2 separate regions of the Mus musculus genome follow, and region 1 is linked to region 2. A link is a contact called in public HiChIP or PLAC-seq data. All regions are on one chromosome and are shown on one strand. Each heading gives the region's core, a stretch centred on a gene start, on an enhancer-like site or on the middle of the called end of the contact. The rest is flanking DNA. Distances are from core to core; before and after follow the strand shown. Region 1 has its middle 8.2 kb from the start of Gm37116. Region 2 holds the start of Bcan (brevican).

Region 1 (5,073 bases), core at 1,600-4,099, 280 kb before region 2:
AGCCACCATGTGGTTGCTGGGATTTGAACTTTGGACCTTCGGAAGAGCAGTCGGGTGCTCTTACCCACTGAGCCATCTCACCAGCCCGACTTTTCTCAACTTTTAAAGACTCTTGTAATTATGTTGGGCCTGCTCTCATAATATCTCTTTATAGAGTTAGTTAGATAGCCACCTTAATATAACCTTAATTCCCTTTGCTAGGTAATTTTTTAATTGCCGGGAGCTAGTTATATACTCTGGGACTTAGAATGTGGACATCTTCCAGGAGAATGTTTTTCTAATTACCGTAAGTGGTGTACTATACACACACACATGCTTTTCTGTATCTTCCCTACATATATATGCTTCCATTTCCTGCAGGAATTACAGGTGATGTGTTTATAAAAAGATAAAGAGATATAAGACATGTTCTATGAGGGTGTGGTGAGGTGTGGGGTAGGGGGTGCCTCAGCAGGCTCATGCTGAGGCATGTCTTCCTGCAGAGGGACCAGCCACACGACAGTAAAGTATAGAATAGAGATTATTAAGGGCATGGGGAGGGGAGTTAAGAGGGTAGTAGAGGAAGATAAAGGCAGAGAGGGGGAGAGAACAGAGAAGTACAGGCCGGCCATGACCACGTGGAGAGAAGGGGAGGAAGGGAATGGGGAGAGAGGGGAAGCAAGAGGAAGCAAGAGAGGCAGAGGCAAGAGAGAGAGGCAAGAAAGAATGGCAGGGGCAAACAGTCCCTTTTATAGTGGGTCAGGCTACCTGCTGTTGCCAGGTAACTGTGGGGTGGAGTTTAGACAAAATGCTAACAACAGGCATTTGTCGCCACACCCAGTTTATGAATTTATGTGATGCTGGGATCAAACCCAAGGCCTTGTGCATATTAAGCTAGAAATCTGCCAATTAAGCTACAGCCCCCACTTTTACTTTGTCCTTCTAGTCCCTACTTAATATAATGCTTTCAACCTGCACACTCAGGTTCACCATCTTCAACTGGAGAGTCCCAGGTAAGTTGACTGCATAGCGTGACAGTGTGGTAGAGTATACACCTCAATCCTGATGAACTCACATTTATATCATTTGCAGGTGTTTATAAGTTCAAGGTCAGCCAGGTAGGGGGGTGAACACCTTTAGTCATAGCACTCTGGGAACACTCAGCATGCAAAGGCAGGAGGATCTCTGTAAATCTGAGTCCAGCCTGGTCAACACAGGGAGTTCTAGGGCAACCGGAACTACATAGTAAGACCTTGTCTTAAAAACAAAAGAAACAACAAAATGAAAAACCCAGCAAAAGCAAAAAACAACAAGAAGGAAGGAAAGAAAGAGAAAGAGAAAGAGGGAGAGAAAGAGGGAGTGAGGGAGGGGGAGAGGGAGAGGGAAAGTCGCTCAGGGTTACAAAGAACAGATCACTAGATCACTGCTCCTACCGAAGTTCCAACAAGACCAAAACTTACCTTTTGATGGAGAGAGTGAGCTGGGGGCTGGAGAGATGCTCAGAAGTTAAGGGCAGCCTGCTTTTCCAGAGGACCTGGTTTCTGTTCCCAGCACCCACATGGCCGCTCACTCTGCAACTCCAGTTTCATAGGACCTAGCCCCTCTGCTAGCCTTCTAGAGCAACAAACACAAATGGTACCCAGACACACGAGGCAAAAACACCCATACCATAAACTAATGCTAGCCCCACACAACACACACACACACACACACACACATGAAGCAAAACACCCATATACATTTTAAAAAAAAAACCTCAAAGAATTGCATGGAAGTTTTACAAAGTAGAAGGGATAAAAATTTGGGTAAAAGGTGAAGGAGATAAAAAAGATTTGAAGCTGGGCAGTGGCGCACGCCTTTAATCCCAGCATTTGGGAGGCAGAGGCAGGCTGATTTCTGAGTTCAAGGCCAGCGTGGTCTACAGAGCGAATTCCAGGATAGCCAGGGCTACACAGAGAAACCCTGTCTCGAGTTAAAAAAAAAAATATATTTGAATGCTTAGTGCTTTTTATATTTACTGTTACTATTTTTATTTTTGGTTTGAGACAAAGCCTTGCTATATAACTTTGAACTCACAACACTCCTCTTGCCTCTTGAATGCTGGGACTACAGGCCTGCACCTTTGCTCCCAACCCACGTTTCCTGTTTTTATTAGCATAACAACAGCAAAAGAATTTCAACTCTTCTTACTACCTGGGATCCCATAGGTTCCCACTGTAACCAGATACCTTCAAATGCCATTTCAATTCCTTGCTTCTCAGAGTTAGCTCAGCTCTCATGTAATCGAACTCAGAGGCCTGCGTTTCTGTCCTTTCCTGCTGTCCTGGTGAAAGAATGTAGCTCACACTGGAGGTGGGACAGGACAATTTGTCAGAAATACTCCATGGTGTAGCAGGATTTTCCTGGGTCTACTTGAGCCTGGTGCCCAAGGAGGCCAGAAGAGGGCACTAGATCCTCCTGGAACTGGAGTTACAGACAGTTGCAATCTATCACATTGGCATTAGGACCCAATCTAGGTAGGTTCTCTGGAAGAGCATCCAGCGCTCGTTCTTCACACTGAGCCTTTTCTCCAACTCCTCAATACGTTCCTTATATCAGACTCAGTAGGCAACCCCAGGCCTCCGCAGTGGTACTTTCTGATTTTGAGGCAGTTCTTCTACCAGCTGGGCCCTGCAGATGCCTCCCTGTGCCTCCAGCACATCGTGGCCAGAGTAAGTGACTTTTGTGTTCCCTTCTTAGCATCCCAGATTCTTTTCTTAAGATATGTTTTTATTCTTTTTAGTTATATTTAGGTGTGTTTGTATCCATGTGATTGCAGGTACCCAAGGAGGCCAGATGTATCACATTCCCTGGAGCTAGAGTTAAAGATGGCTGTGAGCTGCACAGTATGGGTGCTGAGAACTGAGCCTTTGTTCCTAGGAAGAGCAGCAAGTGCTAACTACTGAGCCATCAGCCCCCACTCTACATTCTTTTCTTTTTTCTTTTCTTTTCTCGTCTCTTCTCTTTTCTTTTTCTTATCTTTCTTTCTTCCTCTCTCTCTCTCTCTTTCTTTCTTTCTTTCTTTTTTTTTTGAGACAGGGTTTTTCTCTGTAGCTCTGGCTGGCTTGGAACTCACTACATAGAATAGGCTGATCTCAATTTCACAGAGACCTGGCTGCCTCTGCCTCCTAAGTATTGTGATAAAAGGCATATGCCCTTATGCCTGGCTCCACTCCATATTTTTATAGAAAAAAATTAATGCCATATCCAAAGACAATCATTCCTTTCTTTCTTTTTTTTTTTTTTTTTTTTTTTGGTTTTTCGAGACAGGGTTTCTCTGTGTAGCCCTGGCTATCCTGGAACTGACTCTGTAAACCAGGCTGGCCTCGAACTCAGAAATCTGCCTGCCTCTGCCTCCCAAGTGCTAGGATTAAAGGCGTGTGCCACCACACCCAGCCCAATCATTCCTTTACAATGTTAAAAAAAAAAGTGTTAAAGCATGTGTCTGAAACCAGCATTGCTAAGGGTTCCAAGTGGTGGGGTTTGAGTGAGAGGGTTGGGAAGAAAAACAGAGAAAAGGAGAAATCAGACAAGAGCAGGAGCTGGACCAGGAGCATACATGGGTGACTGATGCCAAGCACGTCTTTTTATTAACTTTTAAAAGGCTAGCCGTGAATATCAGAAAACGGTGGAAAGACTCCAATCCTTTTTAAGGAGTACAGATGGTTGTGAGCCTTCATGTGGTTGTTGGGAATTGAATTTAGGACCTCTGCTCTGGTTGGCCCCACTTGCTTGATCCCTGCTTGCTCCGGCTCAAAGATTTATTTATTATTATAAATAAGTACACTGTAGCTATCTTCAGACAGCACCAGAAGAGGGCATCAGATCTCATTACAGATGGTTGTGAGCCACCATGTGGTTGCTGGGATTTGAACTCAGGACCTTCAGAAGAACAGTCAGTGCTCTTAACCACTGAGCCATCTCCCCAGCCCTCCAAGCACGTTTAAGAAGAAGTATGGGTGGTGGTGGTACACACCTTTAATCCCAGCACTTGGGAGGCAGAGGCAGGTGAATTTCTGAGTTCAAGGCCAGCCTGGTCTACAAAGTGAGTTCCAGGATAGCCAGGGCTATACAGAGAAACCCTGTCTCAACCCCTCCCCACCAAAAAAAAAAAGTACAGCATCTTGTATACTATATGGCAGGGAGGGGAGATGGCCAAGGTCAGCAGAGAGCTGAGTCAGACAGTGTTGGCAAAGAGAAGACAGGATACCTCTGCCTACAGACTGATAACCACTGCCCAGGTGGAAGAGCAGGGCCCAGAAGCCTTGGATCCTCCGAGGCACTGGGGTCAGATCACACTGGCCCAGGCTGTTCCTGCACAAGGACACAGAACTCAAGTTCCCTTCATCCTTCCACCAGGGTCGCTGAGGAAATCTTGGGTCAGTTTGGCTCCCTATTGACATGATCCTTGGCAAGGCAACGTGTGAGTCCTGACCCTTTGCTGGTTAGGAAACCGTCCCAGCCACATATGTATCTTCTGAACAGGGGGACATGTTATTCCAATTCCCGGTAAGATTTGGGGTCCTGGTCTCACCAACCAATGTAAACTGGAGTTCAAAGGTACATGCGGCTGCTGACTCCTAGTCTGGGCCCTGGTTTGCAAGGCTCAGGAAACTTAAGTCCTGCCAACCAAAGTAACACTGGGGCCTCCGCTTCCCAATTCATTTTCTCTTTTGATTCATATTTATTTCCTCTGAGATATAGTTTACATAATTGGGACAAATGGAATCTTAATTTAAAGTTAAATCTTAAAAAGAAAAAAGTTAATTTGGTCAACAGCTAGTTTAAGAAAATGATTAAAAAACAACAAAGCAGGGCGGAGGAGATGGCTCAGCAGTTAAGAGTACTGGCTGCTCTCACAGAGGACCTGGGATTGCTTCCCAGCACCTACATGGCTTCAGTCTGTAACTTCACTTCCAGAGGATCTTACGCCCTCTTCTGGCCTGCAGGGTTACTGCACCCATTTGGTGCTCATCCGTACAACCAGACACTTATTCCAGTTTGCTTTCTGTTGTGATAAACAACTTGGAGGGAGAAAGGGTTTTTGTGGCTTAC
Region 2 (5,019 bases), core at 578-3,077:
CCAGGAGCACCTCAGATGGAGAACAGAAATGAGCAGAGTCCTTTGGCTATGAGTCAAGATGCCAGACTCCATAATTGGGGAAAAGGTACCTATCAGCAATGGCTAGAGTTGTGTGGGTGTACCTCGATGCAAATGTCCCCAGCTGGAAAAAAGGGGGGCCTTTATAATGCCCATCTTTTATAGAAAGGGGCCCCTCTCAAAGACTCAGTCCCCATGGGCTGCTGAGCCCCTAACCAGACCTCATAAGGCTGTGAATGACAAAGAATAGGATTCCACAGGAGTGGTGGGGACCCTGCTTGGTTGATCAGAAGAGGCCAAGGCATTCCTGGCAGATGGCTGCCTACTGGCTCCACTGGCCCCAGGATTCTTTTCCCCTTCCCCCGGGTTGTGCACATTGGTAACTCTGAGCTGGGGGCGGGGGCGGGGGGTATCTCTTTCCTGTCTTCCTTGGTCACAGTCAGGTTTTCCCAGGCAAAAATTGTGTTATATCCAAGACAGCAACTGGGCTGAACTGCAGCCCCTTGGTTTCTTTCCTAGCTCCACCTGGGAGACCTGCAGGGCATGGAGCCCATGTGTTGGTGAGCCATGCAGGTGCAACCCAGAGCTGGCACCCAGCACCTCAGAGTCCTTCCCAACTGGTGACTCCCCCAGTCTTAGGGCCCCAGACAGGGCCTGGTACATAGATGACTTGTGGGTCAAGCTTAAGGAATGAATAAATGAAGGCCTCCTGTGCAGCTTCTTCAGGGGCCCCTTTCTCCTTTCTGCTGGCACCACTGCCTGGTAGTTTTCTCCCTGCGTGACTCTGCCCTGGGTTTCAAGGTCCTTCTGTCCTGTCCTTACAGTGGGCGGCATTAGCTGGAGTCCTCTCTTTAAACTTGTAAGGCTTTGGAGAGGAGTTTGTTTTTTTCCAGAGGTTCTGAAGGCGTTTTTTTTTTTTTTTGTTTTGTTTTGTTTTTTGGTTTTGTTTTGTTTTGTTTTTTTGGAACTCCATCCAAGGCAGGGGGTGGGGCGTGATTAGGAAACTGTTCCCTGAGTTGGGGGTGAAGGTGTCTGCAGACAGTCGGCATTTGGGGATCTAGAAATGGTAAGGTCACAGCCCCCACACCGGCCTTGAGGACAAGGATCTGGCTGAGTGGCCTACAGCTGGTGCCAAGGCTTTGCCTGGAGTCGCAAGCAAGAGGAGGAAAGTGGGAAGCCTGGGAAAGCAGGGAGAAGCAGCGGGTGAAGTGGGGGTGGGGGACAGCTGGCAGTCCTCGAGGCCCACCCCCAGGCTCCTGGCTGCACACTGGGCAGCCCAGCCGAGGCTAGCAGGCTCTCCTGCACACATTGATCTGCAACCTGTGACGCCTGCTCCATCACTCACTGTACCACTTGATACCGCGCGCCTAGACTCTCTTGACTTGGGTTGCCTAACCCGTAGTTCTGCGAGTCGACCTCCACCTGGTCAACCACTGCAAAGTCAGCTCCTCCGCCGGGGAGGGAGAGGAGCACCGGGGGAGCACAGCCCGATCAAAGCTTCCTCAAGAGGGATGGCTGTGGTCATCTGCCTTTTCTCTGGCCTGAGAAAAGGACTTCCCCTTTTCACCCAGCAGTGCCCTCTTTCCCGGGGCAAAGCTCCTGTCGTCCCTCCATCCTCTGCGCGACTAAGTTTGAGCCGGTCTTCCTCCCTTTAACCAATGAGAAGTCCCTCCCGTGTTCTAACTCTCCATCCTGCGTCGCCACAGCGCCCTCCATCGCTCCCTCCCCGCCCCTTCTGCCCTCCCCGCTGCAAGTCTTGGGCTCCCGTCCGCGGAACCTTGTCCTACTTCGCTTGTCCTCCCTCTGCCCGCTGTCGCCCGGAACCCGCACAGAGAAGGCAGCGGGTCCCGTGACCGCGCAGAGCCCCCCACGGGGGCGGCAAGGGCCGGGGACGGCGGGGAAGGCGGGGCGCGTGGGAAGAAAGGGGGTTTTGTGAGGCTCCCGGCGAGCTGGCGCCCCTGTCTGGGTCCCGCGCGCCCGGCCCTGCTCGCGCCCGCGCATTGCGCCGCAGTCTCGGCTGCGGCTGCGGGACGTGCGGTGTGCGCGGAGGGGACCTCGCAAGGTGAGTGCGGAGGCCTGGCCCTATCGGTCGCTTGCTTGCTTGCTGTGTGACCTTGGGTAAGTTTCTTGACCTCTCTGAGCCAAAGGATCCGGGCGAGGGCGAGAGCGGGCCGCGATACTGGCTGCTGTGGGCGACCGAGACAGTGACCCACCGTAGCTTCCTGGGGTCCCCAGGCACTCGGGGGTGCGGTCGGCAGCGGCGCCTCTCTGAAGGTGGGCGCGCAGCGCTCTGTGCCGGCTTCGGCACCCTGAGCCACGCGTCTGCTCGCTCACTGTCCTCGCCGCGCAGCCTTCAGGAGCCAGGGGACGTCTGGGCTGCGGAGCGACTAAGGATGCCCGGGCTGGAGACGACAGGGGACTGCTGAGCTCCGGTCCTTGTGGTGGCTTTCCTCCGGGAAGTGTCACAGTAGCCACTCTTGGCCACTTGGATCAAAAATTCATGTCTCAGGGCAGTCGGATCCTCTGGCCTCAGGCTTCCTTCCTCATCCCGTGCTGCCCCAACACGGGTAAAAGAGGTAGCCACAGGGCCGGGCGGGCGTGTGAGTAGCTCCTGCTCCCAGCCTCCCCTCCTCAGAACGCTCCAGCACCTGGCTTACTTGCCAGCGGTAACCCGAGTGACTGCTCGCCCGGCCCGCTGCACAGCACAGGCCAGAGCGCTGCTTAGCAGGGGAGTCTGTCCTGGGAGGATCTAGGAGGACCGCTTAGGCTCAGGCTAGCGACTATGAAGGCAGACCGAGTGGGAGATGGAGCCAGTGAGAATAGGTATGGTCGGTAGGAAATCTTGCCTGACGTTGTAACTGACCCCCGGCTGCATCATTAGCCATGTAGTCCTGGGTCCCCGAATACTCCCAAGTCTGACTCTTTACAGAGTGTGTTCATTATCTGTGCAGCTTTCCTTCCTGAGGGCACAGTGACCTGGCTCCCGGTTTGGCTCAGAGTTAGCTCTAACCCTCTCTGGTCATCCACCTCACTTTCCCCGTGAGCCTGTATGCGCAATGAGATCTCAGAAAGAGAAACTGTTTCCAGAGCTGAGGGCCAGGGCGGGGGGGGGGGGGGGACGACTGGCCTCTCCCTGTACCCTTCTCCAGTACACTCCAAGTTGTAGGCTTTCACAAAAGATGGGTGGGGGAAGGAGCAACTGGATAGAGGCCAGACTGGCAGGGACAGGGTCTTTGTCCCAGCTGGCTTCTGAGCCAGGAGATCCGGTGGGAAAGCCCGTGCCAGGCAGAGGGGAATGGCTGAGAGCAAAGTGGGAGGGAGGGAGGGATGGAGGGGGCAGAGGATGTTGGGCACCAGGGGAGCTTCCTTACAAGTCCTGGTGGAGAGGAAGCAGAGGGAGAAGCCGCTGTTTCAGCAGGGTTCAGTCTAGGAGGCCCTCCTGGAAGAGGAAGGGTTAGGAAGGGAAGGTTGGAGCTTTACTGTGGGGGAAAGAAACTCCTGGTTGGCACCTGAGGGCGGGGAGGGGGGTGTTTGCCAAGGGGGTGAAGTAGGACCATAGTTGCGCTCCCAACCCCACCCCTGCGTCTGTGGGTTTGAGTCTCCAACCCCTAGAGGCTGCCTGGACCTGCAGGTGCCCAAGTCCCTCACACAGAATGATGTCTTTGCATCTCACCTACGCATGTCTTTCATACACAGGAACCCGTCTCTAGGTGACTTATAATTCCTAAGTATATGCATGCTGTTTAGGGAACAGTGACAAAAACCTCTGTATGTGTTCAGAACAGACTCTTTTTTTTTTCCTGCATGTTTGACGAGTAGCTGGTTTGGATGCATAGATTTTGAATACACGTGCACAGAGAGCTGATTACGCAGTACCACCAGCCACTGTGTTACAAGTATTCGCTGGCATCTGTTATGTGTCTGTTGCTGGCCTATGCACAGGGCATTTTCTGTCGTAGATTATAAATAGGTAAGTAGGTAATAGACAGTGGCAACTGTGTGTAGATGACAGCTAGACAGGTAGACAGACAGACAGATCACTCAAGCATACAGCCCCATCAAAATGCGTAAGGTGCTAATGATGGTGCTTCCCCCCCCCCCCCCCCAGTTAAGAAGACACAGACTCAGAGAGGGTAAGGAACTTGGCTTAGGTCACACAGTGAGTTGACTGGGCACACCTCTTGGTGCTTGGAGATAGGAATCAGAAACAGAGTTAGGGGTGATTCTAGTATGTGCTACCTGCATGGTGGGACAGAGAACGGAGGAAGTCCGTTCCGCAGTCTAACAACTTTCCTCTTTCCTCTTCAAGTTCTTCCATCAGTGTGCAGAATGATTCCACTGCTTCTGTCCCTGCTGGCCGCTCTGGTCCTGACCCAAGCCCCTGCCGCCCTCGCTGATGACCTGAAAGAAGACAGCTCGGGTGAGTAAGCATCCAGAGGACCATGTCTCTGCTGCATCTTTCTCAGGACAGAGGGCTGTCTCGGTTTAGCCCCAGCTACATGCTTCCAGCCTAGGCACACGGAAGGAGATGTGGAAGTGCTGTGGGCAAGGGCTGGAGCCAACTGCAAAATAGGGATGAATTGGGAACCCTAGTAAGTAGGGGAGTCTTGGGGGTCAGAGTTGCAAAGGAGCACGAGGCAGGAGGCTAAGGGTAGAGGATCAAATTCAGGACCCTGGGCAGTGCTCAGCACCCTGAGCTGGGCAGTGCACCCCAGGCGCCTTGGATCGAGGGGCGGGGCTTGGAGCCAAGCGCACAGGCGCACTACGTCCTGCGTCTGGCTGCAGCCGGCTTTGACCCCTGTCCACAGAGGATCGAGCCTTCCGCGTGCGCATCGGTGCCACGCAGCTGCGGGGCGTGCTGGGCGGTGCCCTGGCCATCCCATGCCACGTCCACCACCTGCGGCCGCCGCACAGTCGCCGGGCCGCGCCGGGTTTTCCCCGGGTCAAGTGGACCTTCCTGTCCGGGGACCGGGAGGTAGAGGTACTGGTGGCTCGTGGGCT

Evidence for each region. HiChIP or PLAC-seq counts read pairs in DNA pulled down with a chosen protein or histone mark.
Region 1: an H3K27ac HiChIP or PLAC-seq map of embryonic stem cells shows a contact between it and region 2, with 2.7 times the contacts expected there. The contact joins the enhancer-like site here to the promoter of Bcan in region 2. A contact is called at or near these places in 3 of 39 promoter capture datasets (the C10 cell line, cranial neural crest and hippocampal neurons), 3 of 484 Hi-C or Micro-C datasets (bone marrow-derived macrophages, embryonic retina and embryonic stem cells), 3 of 115 datasets of contacts at active chromatin or transcription factors (embryonic stem cells and stem cell-derived neural progenitor cells) and 3 of 9 other capture datasets (adipose tissue, liver and pancreatic islet).

What each region holds. Positions count from the first base shown.
Region 1 is chr3:88,274,082-88,279,154 of GRCm38.p6, reverse strand. No RefSeq gene overlaps it. Among named protein-coding and RNA genes, the nearest start is that of Gm37116, 8.2 kb to the left of the region's middle. Within about 2 kb of position 2,849, at least 18 of the 459 cell types and tissues checked have an H3K27ac peak or open chromatin away from gene starts, as enhancers often do. A contact at or near this core is called in embryonic stem cells, where this site is marked.
Region 2 is chr3:87,997,164-88,002,182 of GRCm38.p6, reverse strand. It overlaps Bcan (brevican), which reads left to right and starts at 1,827. Exons shown (of 14, transcript NM_007529.2): 1 at 1,827-2,080; 2 at 4,328-4,438; 3 at 4,827-5,019. The coding sequence starts at 4,348.